Regions from separate parts of the Mus musculus genome. Here all the other regions are linked to region 1. Evidence: chromatin contacts called from public Hi-C data. All regions are on one chromosome and are shown on one strand. Each heading gives the region's core, a stretch centred on a gene start, on an enhancer-like site or on the middle of the called end of the contact. The rest is flanking DNA. Distances are from core to core; before and after follow the strand shown.

Evidence for each region. Hi-C and Micro-C count contacts between places; a contact is called where the count stands out from the background.
Region 2: a contact with region 1 is called in a Hi-C map of CD8 T cells, with 3 times the contacts expected there. The contact joins the enhancer-like site here to the promoter of Stag2 in region 1. A contact is called at or near these places in 4 of 39 promoter capture datasets (the 3T3-L1 cell line, embryonic stem cells and pre-B cells), 2 of 15 datasets of contacts at CTCF or cohesin (CD8 T cells and pro-B cells), 64 of 484 Hi-C or Micro-C datasets (the AML12 cell line, B cells, the Ba/F3 cell line and 44 more), 18 of 115 datasets of contacts at active chromatin or transcription factors (the 230-238 cell line, CD4 single positive thymocytes, DN3 thymocytes and 13 more) and 3 of 9 other capture datasets (adipose tissue, liver and pancreatic islet).
Region 3: a Hi-C map of liver shows a contact between it and region 1, with 2.2 times the contacts expected there. The contact joins the enhancer-like site here to the promoter of Stag2 in region 1. A contact is called at or near these places in 3 of 39 promoter capture datasets (3T3-L1-derived adipocytes and liver), 13 of 484 Hi-C or Micro-C datasets (the 3T3-L1 cell line, the AML12 cell line, the G1E-ER4 cell line and 6 more), 7 of 115 datasets of contacts at active chromatin or transcription factors (the SCID.adh cell line, embryonic fibroblasts, embryonic stem cells and 2 more) and 3 of 9 other capture datasets (adipose tissue, liver and pancreatic islet).

The regions. Positions count from the first base shown.
Region 1 is chrX:42,148,370-42,152,054 of GRCm38.p6, reverse strand. Stag2 (stromal antigen 2) reads right to left here and starts at 1,901. Exons shown (of 34, transcript NM_001290713.2): 1 at 1,764-1,901.
Region 2 is chrX:42,200,507-42,204,191 of GRCm38.p6, reverse strand. Stag2 (stromal antigen 2) reads right to left here. Exons shown (of 34, transcript NM_001290713.2): 2 at 2,198-2,337. The coding sequence starts at 2,241. Among named protein-coding and RNA genes, the nearest start is that of Stag2, 52 kb to the right of the region's middle. Within about 2 kb of position 1,566, at least 9 of the 459 cell types and tissues checked have an H3K27ac peak or open chromatin away from gene starts, as enhancers often do. A contact at or near this core is called in CD8 T cells, CD8 central memory T cells, DN3 thymocytes and 2 more, where this site is marked.
Region 3 is chrX:42,105,320-42,109,004 of GRCm38.p6, reverse strand. It overlaps Xiap (X-linked inhibitor of apoptosis), which reads right to left. Exons shown (of 8, transcript NM_009688.3): 8 at 1-3,685. Among named protein-coding and RNA genes, the nearest start is that of Xiap, 39 kb to the right of the region's middle. Within about 2 kb of position 1,659, at least 11 of the 459 cell types and tissues checked have an H3K27ac peak or open chromatin away from gene starts, as enhancers often do. A contact at or near this core is called in adipose tissue, hepatocytes and liver, where this site is marked.

The DNA of each region.
Region 1 (3,685 bases), core at 652-3,151:
TAGGTTTCATTAAGAAACCTCGATTATTCCTCTTTCGACACTAGCCACCAGGACCAAACAGGAAAAGAAGCTTCGTGCTTAAGCAAGTCCCATCATGGTGGTTTAAGTCACTAAATTAAGCTGATAATGAGTCCAATCCACAGAGACATATATACAGGGTGTGGCTGCTGTGAAATACGGCGGTCCGTGGGAGAAAGGGGGTACGGAATTTACACTCCAATGTGAAGGGAAGATGGGGTTTTACCAGGGTCGAGGAGGAGGCGGCCCGCGCATTTTAAGGAACCATTGCAAACCAACACAAGCGTCTCCTTTACTTAAACCTAACCCCACAGATCAAAAGTTTCTGATAGACATAGCATAGAAGCTGGAAATAATCATTAAATCAAAAACCACGACCCTCAATTTAAAAACTACATACAGAAGAAAGGAGGAGGGAGAGGGAGGGAGTAGGCAACAACATAAAAAAACATCCTAGGCCACGGAGAAGAAAGTCTCCCAGACCGGATGAAACTACTAATGCAATATTAAAAATTCAAGTCGAGCACCAAAGCCCGAAAAAAAAAAATCACACGAGAACCCATTACCGTTGAGGATTAAAAATAAAATGACATATAACACCAAGGAGAAGAAACTAAATGCCGAAAGTACAGCGGTTTATCAAAAAAATAATAAAAAAAATCAAAACTAAAGGCAAAACAAGACATTGTCGCGGCGGGAGGGAAAGGGAAAAAAAGGCCGAAATCAACAATACGTTTACAATTCTAGGCCAGAAGAAAATGGGAACGGGGCTCAAAGTTTTGCGGAACTACTTGATGCTGTTTCCCACACCTTCTCTCTCCCATGGCCCAGCCGACCCTTTTTCTCCTAAAATTGTAGTCCGCAGATCTCCGGATACGTGAGAGAAGAAAAGAGAAAGTCGCCCTCAAGCAAGAATAAAAGTGTGGAGGGAAAACAGAGGCTGCCTACCTGGGGCAAGGATCAGCTCAGTTCGTGCCTTGAGAAAGACAGTGCGGGTGGGGGTGGGAACGAAAAAGCAGCACTAAAACTAAAACAAAAGTGGCGCCAAAACCCCCCAACAAACAGCCTTCCACTCCCGCCCTTCCCCCCCCTCCGCCCATGCCAGGCAGGCAGGGCCCCCTTCGGGGCAAGCTCTACGCGCTGGGGACCGACGCCGCCGGACCCCAAACGATTTCGAAAATTGGTGCCCTAAGAAAACTGACCGAAGTCGGGGCCTCGGGAAGGATGGAGAGATCGATGCCAACCGCTTTGCCCAAGCAGTTCCCCCACCACGCGCTGGAGATGATGGGGCGGGGGAGAGAAGCCGAGGGGCCCGTCACATGAATGTTGTTCCCTCTCTAGGAAGGGAGGAAGAGAGGGAGGGAGGGAGGGAGAGAGGGAGGGGAGGGAGGGGAGGGGAGGGGAGGGGAGGGGAGGGGAGGGAGGGAGGCAAGGAGGGGAAGGGAGAGGGGAGGGGGGACGAGGGAGGGGTGTGAGCAGAGTAGATTTTCCCTCGCCTCCCTCGGTCCGAGGCCCAAATAGACACAAACGAGCCTGCTCGGCCTCCCCTCCCCCCGGGTTCCCAGCACCACCATCTTGCTCGCTTCCTTCCCCGCACCACCACGGCGCGCTCTCCCACCGCCACCACCACCACCCCCCCTCCCCGCCACCACACGCCACCGGGCCGTGGCCTCCCCGGGTTTGCCCCTTTCTTCTCCACCCGTCCCCCCCCCGAATCCCGGCCAGGGATGGCACCCCCACCCCACCTCCAGTCTGGGGGGCTCTCGTCCCCCTCCACGGGCTGCTTAAGAGGCCCCGGGAGGAGAGGAAGCGAGCGAGCAGGCTACGCGGAGGCGCCGAGCCTCCATCTTGCGCCGCTGCGCGTTCTCCATTTTGGGCCACCCGTGGGGGGGGGAGCCCCCTCCGCCGAGGTCCCCGGGGGAGACTTGGGCGAGGGAGGCGAAGGGACAACCTTCCAGCGAGGGGAGTGAGAAGGGAGCGTCTTGCGCTAAAAAAGCGGCTCCGGGAGGAAGGAGGCGGGGAGGGGACGCAGGGGGCGACTGCAAGTTCCTTGGAAGTGTTGGGGTAGCGACTTGGGGACGGAGAGGACAGGCAGGGGGTGACGCGGGGCCGGGGCGACGCTGGCTCGCTCCCCGCCCGGACACGGCCACTCGCTCGCTCGCTGCCCCGCGCGGGGCCCCCTACGAGGCCGCGGCCCGGCCCCGGAGCGCCCGGCCTTCTCGGCTCCCTCCCGGCCGGCCGCACGCTCTCTTCGCCCGATCGCAAGCACACACACCTCACGGTGGGCCGCGCGCCCTCCGGGTGCCCCTCCAAACTTCTAGAAGCTTCGCCTCCGCCATTTTATAACTTACCTCCCCCCTCAGCGTCTACAGAGGCAGCAAGGAGACTGTTGGCCTCCCCCACTCCTTCCTTCTTTCTCAGGCCGGGGGCTTCTTCACCCCTGGGCTGGTACAAGATTTTTCCCCCTTCCTCTTCTTTCCACCCTTGAGTTCTACTGAGGGACGGAAGCTCCCGCGGGTCTAGAGCCGTGGGGGGGTTTGAAAGTGGCGGTCGGATCCGGCGGGGTGCTTTTTTTGTTTTGTTTTGTTTTTTTCCCTTTTTTCTGTATTTTTTTTCCTTTCTTTTTTTTTTCTTTTCTTTTTTTTTTTTTTCTTTCTTTTTTTTTTTTTTTTTTTTTTTTTTTTTGGTGGCGCTTCGGGATTGTTTGGGGTGTTCGCTCTTCGGCGACTTGGAGGCGAATGGAACGCGCAGGCGCCATCTGTCGGCCGCGAACCCGCGGCCCAGCTCCTGTTGGGAGGCAGCGGCATCTAGCGGCGGCGGGCTGCCATTGCGGCGCGCGCCACGCAGCCCTCCCACCCGCCAGCCTCCTCCCCGTGTCGCCGACCAATCGCCGCCGCCGGACTCCCCGCTTCCGCGGCTCGGACGCCTCCTGTGAACGGGGCGCCCGCAGGGGCGCGCCGCCGAGTGGGGTAAACAAGCTGGCGTGCCCGCGCCTCTCTTACTCAGCCGTTGGGACGCGCTTCCGCCCTGCGCGGACTGGCTGAGGGCCCACGGCGCCACCGAGGAGGTCGCCGAGAGGCCGGCGACAGTGTCCACTGGAGCCCCGCCGTGGGAATTCCGGGGCTTCAGCGGGCCGATCGTCCGGCTCCCCGCCCCCTGCGCAGCCCTGGCAGCCCTGCAGGCTAGCAGCACCCTTCAGAGCTCTCCAACACAACCCACCCCAGTAAAGGGCCACTTGTTCCCAGATCTCTGGTTTCCTCACGTCCTTTCCAACACTCCTCACACTTCCTCCCCAAAAGACCCAACTAGGCCACTTGATCCCAGCGAGAATGGATAGCTTGGCAATTTTGCTTGCTTTCTTTTTTCCTTCGAGTATGGTTTAAAGATTCTCTTTATCAGGAAGACTACGGGTGGGGGGAATTACATATAATTATACATATATATGTGTATGTGGATATATAGATATAATTTTCAACTCACTATTCCTGATCCATAAAAATGTGAGCTCCATACTCAAATTCTACTAGACTTAGGGAGCTGGACTACTAGGCTAATTGGCCGCTCAGCCGGTTTTATAGGTGACTTTTGGGGGCGGAAGAGGAGATGGGACCAGACAAAGTGGCGTGAAATCCACGTGCAAGGACAGGGTTAGCAGGGGACCTGTGGA
Region 2 (3,685 bases), core at 317-2,816, 52 kb before region 1:
AAACCCAATAGACTCAAAACCCCCACCAAACGAAATTAAAAATATGAAAAGGCACCAACTAACAAAGTAGAAACAGGCTGCCGTGGGGTATGTATCTACCTACTCAGTCAGCAGTTTTATCCATCAAACTTTTTCTACTAAATCAAGCTTCATAAAGAATCTAACTGGATTGCATATACATAAAATAGAGCTAAACAGATCTACTGGGCAATTTAAAGTCTTACTTTTAATTGAGACACCTCATGGAATTATCGCTTAATATAAAAACAGCTACTTAATATAAACACAGTGATGCACCACCATCTTTAATCCAAACACTTGAGAGGCAGACATGGACAGATCTGTGGTAAGTTGTAGACCAGCCAGGGCTACATAATTTTTTTAGACCTGGTCTCAAAAACAAACAAACAAACAAACAAACAAGTACACACCACATGTATGCACATAAAGTGACTCCTACAGAGACAGGGTCTCACTGCATAAGCCAGATAGACCAATATGTCAGCTATCCAGGCACCACGGCATACACTTGGCTCCCAGTGAAAAGAAAATACTGCATGAGCTATGTACTAGCTAGTTTTGTGTCAACTTGACACGCTGGAGTTATCACAGAGAAAGGAGCTTCAGTTGAGGAAATGCTTCCATGAGATCTGGCTGTAAGGCATTTCTCAATGATCAAGTGGGGAGGGCCCCTTGTGGGTGGGACCATCTCTGGGCTGGTAGTCTTGGGTTCTATAAGAGAGCAGGCTGAGCAAGCCAGGGGAGGCAAGCCAGTAAAGAACATCCCTCCATGGTCTCTGCATCAGCTCCTGCTTCCTGACCTGCTTGAGTTCCAGTCCTGATTTCCTTGGTGATGAACAGCAATGTGGAAGTGTAAGCTGAATAAACCCTTTCCTTCCCAACTTGCTTCTTGGTCATGATGTTTGTGCAGGAATAGAAACCCTGACTAAGACAAGCTACAATCCTCCCAATCCGCCCAAAGAGGGTGTTAGATCACCTGGAACCTAAATTACAGATAGCTGTTAAGTGACCATGTGAGTGCTGGGAACCAAACCTGGAGGCTCTGCAAATCAGTCCTCTCAACCACTTGCCATCTCTTCAGCCTCACAGTGTAGGTAACTTTTAAGACAGGATGGAAAAATAGAGGTAGGTGGCTCAAGTATTCAAACATCTTTTCTAGACCAGTATGCATATAACTTGTTTTTGCAACAAATAATTGAGATGTCTTATACTCATTTCATTTAATAACCAGACGACACTATAATCTAAATACTAATGTATGGTATCATTCCTTACTGACTGAAAAATTTAACATTTTAATAACCCGATATTCTTCCTCAAAACAACTAGTACCGTGTGGTAGTTTGAATGATAACGGCCCACATAGGCACATATGCTTGGTCTCCAATTACTAGCACTGTTTGAGACAGATTAGATGTAGTCTGGTTGGATGAGGTGTGCCACTGTGGGCTTTTGAAACCTCAAAGCCCACCCCAGACACAGGAAGTTTGTCAGTGTCTGTCTGTCTCAGCCCATATCTACCTATATGTCTGTCTGTCAGTCTCTCCCTCCCCCACATTCTGACTGCAGATCAGGATATCAAATGCTTAGCTACTGTGATAGCACCGTGCCAGTTTGCTTCCTGCCATGATGATCACAGACAAGCCCTCTAAAACTGTAAGCAGGCCTCCAATTAAATGCTTTTTTCATAAGAGTTCTGACATGATGTCTCTTCACCACAAGAAAACAGTAACTAAGGCATACTACAAAGCCAACAATGGATTCCAAATTGTGCGTTAAAAACCAATAATAGTAGAGGCTGGAGAGATGGTTCCATAGTTAAGAGCTCTTGCAGTGTTCACTTTCTAGGAACTCTAGCTCCAGGGAATCGGATGCTCTCCTCTGGCTTTAGTTGGCAACTGCATACACATGCACATACTCACATACAGACATATACACAAACATACAAGTGAAAATAAAATAAATATTTGTAAAATTAATACTAAGTTGTAGCATGTGTAAATTTTAAAAATAGATCCAAAATATTACAGAAGTGGCAAAAATAGAATTGAATGAGGACCAATAAAAAAAACTAACTTTCAAAACATGAGGTAATTTATATATTAAGATCTAAAATTAGTATTTCAATTTTGTGGAAAAAACATATGTAAATGTTATTATAATACACAGTACTTACTGCAGTAGATTAAAATCAGTTGGTATTTCTGGAGCTGCTATCATTTCTTTATCATCTTCTGGATCACCCCAATGTCAGAAATATATTCATATATTTATGTGAGTAAAATGACAGTGTGCTTCCTCTAAGAAAGACAGTTCCTTTAAAGAGAAAATGACATAGTCATTATAAATACACCACAAACATCAAGAAATATTCACACTCAAAAGCTTAATTCCCCAGTGTCTCTTAATGTGTTTTAGTAAAATAAGTATTTTGTTCTCTCCCATCTGTCTGGATGTTAAGAACTCTTACAGTAATAATACAACATCAAAGAAGATTGTATCATACATAATTTTGCTTGAAATTTCTCAAGACACAGTAACCTGAGGCTCCCCCAACCCCTGTCCATACATTAATCTATCCATGCATATGCCATCTTACACATAAAACATAAATATCACACATATACAAATAAGTATACACTAAAAAGAAATAGAATGTGGCTCTTACACATTTTTCTTAGGTCCTGAAGTCCTAAGAAAAGTTTAAATTATAATGTATTGTGCCTAAAATTTTTTAGCTTTTAATTGATGGTATCGTATCCAGACACGGTTTTTAAAAAGAGCTTTTTGTATCTTAAAACACTTTAAGGACAAGTTTCTCCATTCTTGATAAATCATATAATACAAAAGGCTTAGTTTACTAAAAAGAACCCTGTCATGATAATCCCATGCTGTGCCTGAAGTTAGTCTGAATAGCACTGGCCAATATGCTTGAGTGTGATCCTCAACAGAACAAATAAAAACAAGTCAGCAGAATAGAAGAATGCTACTTGTAGCTACCTATGGTGCTGTACACCTATAATCTCAGCACCATGAGTGTGAGGCTAGCCTAGGCTACATAAAAACATAACTCAAACAAAAAAAGACACTGGTTACCAAAATAAGTCTAAGTCTAGGCATGAGAAAGGGATCACGTCTAGCTTTGATAATCACAGGTGCATCTCCTAAATAAACAATGGTCTGCTATCAGTAACCAGTATATAACAAAGAGGGACAGGGCAAAAGGCTAAAGCATAAAATATAAAATGTGAAATCTTCTTTAATATTTATTAGTGTGTATATCAATAAGAGTGTCATGGGTGGAGGTCAGAGGACTTCTTTATGAAGGTGACTCCTTCCACCTTAATGTAAATTCTAAAAATCAAAGCCAAGTCCTCAGGTTTGAAGGCAAGTCCTTTCCCTGCTGAGGAATCTAACCTAACTATGGAACTTTTATTGTTGTTTTGTTATTTTTGCATTTTTTTGAGACTCATGTATCCTACACTTGCCTCAAAGTCCCTATGCAGAAGGATGACTATGAATTCTTGATCCTCCTGCCTCATTCTCAAGTGCTAGGATTATAGATATATACCACCACAGTCGACCTTCTATAGCTATCGGTATTAGGTTTTCTTTTTTCTTTTAAAAGAGAACCTAAGTACTTGGTGGTCACCCAAAGTAGTTG
Region 3 (3,685 bases), core at 410-2,909, 43 kb after region 1:
TGATAGTCAGTGATTTTATTATATAAGGAAGAAATCTACATTGCACTAAATGTTTCAGAGCCAAACTAAAATATTAAGATGGTAATAAGTTGACTGTTTCTATTGGAAAAAATTCGACTGAATTTAGTAAGAATACTTTCTCTAATTTTTGAAAAGGTAATTTAAATATTTTTAAAGGGTTGAACTATTTATTACAATTTATAGCTTTGTTACAAGAAGCATCCAGAGAAACAAATAATAGTGAGTAAAAGTTAACATAAAGAGTTTCATTTAAGCTTTAAAGATTACTTTTATTTTATGTGTACTTGTGTATGACTGTGTATGTATACACACATGCATGCACCCCTGAAGGCCAAAAGAGGGCACCAGAGCTACATGTGTCTTTGTCCATGTGGGTGCTGGGAACTGAACCTAAGTCCTCTGAAAAAGCAGCAAGTACTCTTAACTGAGTAATAGTTCTGGGCCTCTTTTAAGCTTTAGTCTAAGATCTTCCATCAAGACAAAGCCATGGAGGATTCTAAGTTGTAGGATGAGAGTTAACACTTAAGAGTATATAAGATGTTCTTGTGTTAACACTCTTGGTCTTCTCTCTTTTGTGTATGTGTCTGGGTGTAAGTGGTTACCTGCCATGTTACATGTGTGGAGGCAGCAGATAACTTGTGGATGTTGGTGGGCTCTCACCTTCCCACTTTGTTTACCATGGTGCCTCTTCATTAATACATAAGCCATTAACTGACCATGAGCTTTGGGGCATTCTCCTAGCTACTTCCTGTTTCATGTAGGCATTCTGGGATTACAGGTGCTTGGGCTAGTGCGCTCAGCTTTTTGTTTGTTTTGTTTTCTTTTATGAATAAGACAGGGTTCCCTGTCCTGGAACTCACTCTGTAGATCAGGCTGGCTTCAAACCCAGATATGTCTACCCCTGCCTCCCAAATGCTGGGATTAAAGGAGTGCACTAACCATGACCTGGCTGCTTTTATGCCCGTTCTGGGGATCTGAATTCAGGTTGTCAAGCCTATTTTTGACTAGTTCTTTCCTTCACTGATGGCTACCTTTTTAAAAAGAGAAGATGTGACTAAAATGTGAAGTATTTCTCTACCCACTTTCTTGCTTCTCTCATAGCAGTGACAGACAGGCTACTCCATCTCTCCTCTTCCTTTATCCAGTATCTGGGGACTCAGAAGTCCAGGAAGACTTAGGTCTAATGGGAACAATGCATGCAGCTAAGGTTGCAGTGGCACTTTCCATTCAGAGAGCTCAAAATATAAATCTTACTAAAATAAAAAACAGAGCAACACACTGTGACTAACAAGACAACAAACTGTCCTACCCCAGCGAATCACATTGTAGTCACTCCACTCACCTCACCTCTACCCCTAACTACAGGAAGAGGCAAAAGTCTAGGAGGAAAGACAATACTTTAATAAATGCTAAACACTCACACACATCTTGATCAACACAGTAAATAACAAATGAAAGTAACTATTACAAAATAACTTCAAAATTCACATGACTAATATGTAGTAAAACGGGTGGTTACTTCAAAATTCTAGAATGAACTTTATACAGCAAAAGACCATCAGCACGCAGACACTGAACTCTCTCAGGGGTGGTGATTCAGAGCCGGTTATTCTGTGACCTTCCGAGTGACCATTTTTTACACAACCATACTGGAAAGGATCCAGTACCTTTTTTTTTTTAGTGTGATTTCAGACCAGCTCTGCTAAGTCTCCAATAATTTGATTAGAGTTGGAGTGCTGTGATTTTAAGAACCCGAAGCAACAGCATTTTCTAAACAATTCCTAAAATAAACTTGTTAGCCACATCAGCTCCATGAATTCAATTTCGCAACTCATGAAGACAAGAAAAGAGGTCTTGCTTAACTCTCAGCACACAGGTTTTAAAAGAGTTTTAATGAACTGAGGCTCTGAGAACAAGAAAAGTGTTATTTGAAAACATTCAGTCCTTGAGTCCTAGGCTAAGGACTAGATTAAACAAACTACCTATATGACTTGTACCTGAAGTGCCTTGGAAACAATTTTTAAAACTATTCCCTGGCAGAATGCTTGAAATATAAATTGAAATTGAAATCTTAGTCAACTTAGATCAAATGTAACCTAATGATCATATAACTAAATCTAAGCAGAAGGCAGTATACAGAACTAAGGATTTTCATGAAGAAGACAGAGAGAGAGAGAGAGAGAGAGACAGTCAGTTACTTAATTCTGTTGGTTTCTATTTAAATTTGCAATTAAAATAACATCACTTACCATAGTAGTCAACAGAGGTTAGGAGAACCTAACAATACTCTTTCTCTTAGAAAATACAACAAAAAGTCTAAATTGTAACAGTTTCACTCTCAAACTGTTCTCTGTAGTAAAATAGACCAGTCTTTACAAGAGGTCTCTCATGATAATTACTTAAGGTAAATCCCGTGTTCTATGAAGCACTTTAGCTTTTGATTGTATTCATATTGACTTATACAAGTTGTTAAAAATATTCAAACAACCACTCTTCTCAGTATGTTACAATTTCCAAGGTTTTAAGGATCTTCAGAAAATATTTTTAAAGTATCCACTACCATTACTAGTCATGAAAACAAACAAACATAAAACAATCAAAGACTGAACATTTTGTACTATATACATCTTAACCATCCTAACATCGAAACCTACATGAAACTTGTAGGACACAGAATGACACTGAGAAAGAATCTCAACACGGAGAGCCAACACTAAAACTACAAGCCATATACACCAGGCGTCTACATTTACCTACGTAAGCGGACAGATGGTTACAATACTGGGTTAACAAAGATCTTTTAGTAAAGTGACTTAGGCAGGCTTCAACTAGCAAGGATTAAGGGTGAATCCTTACTAATTAATTGGAAGATCTGAGACATATTTTATATTTCATTTTACAAAATCAGAAATAGTTATTTTGAAACAAGATAAAAAGACATGATCTACCTGTCAGAAAACTACCACTCAGAAATATTTTTCATCCACAAAGCAGGTAAAATAAAAACATTTAAAGTTCACATTGGCACCAGAAAAGTTAACTGGCCTGCCTTCCTGGATTAGAAAAACTAAAACTGAGCGATAAGTAGTTTTGCAGACGTTTGAACATGCCTAAGCCTTTAAATCAGCAACATATTTACTAAGAACTCTGATTATAAAAGTAATACATACTTATAAAACCTTTAAACAGAAAAAAATGAAAAAATAAAGTGAAGGGCTCTATAAGCCCCTCTAAGACCCACCCCCCACCCCCTGAAGAAAAAATACATTTAAGAGTGTGATACTTATATTTTCAAACCTTTTTGTCCTGTACAGATACAAAATACACACAAGCTGATTTGGCTCCAACTAGATACAGTGTTTTGCCATTTGTATTTTACACTTAACTATATCTGTGTTGCCTTTCCATGTCAGTACATGCTGGTTAGATGGTAGTCTACCATTCAATATCTTTTAGGAGATGACGAAATCACTTAAAAATACTCATATAAGTACATTTATAACTCCAATAAATTCCAAGTAAATGGGCAGAATCCTAAAACACAGAAGTGAGCATCTAAAACAATCTTTATCCTCCCAGCAGCGTGGGGCAGTTCTTTCCGTGTTTACAATAAGCCAATTAAAGTCATTGGGCAGATTCCATCACATCTCCATGCTTATACAGA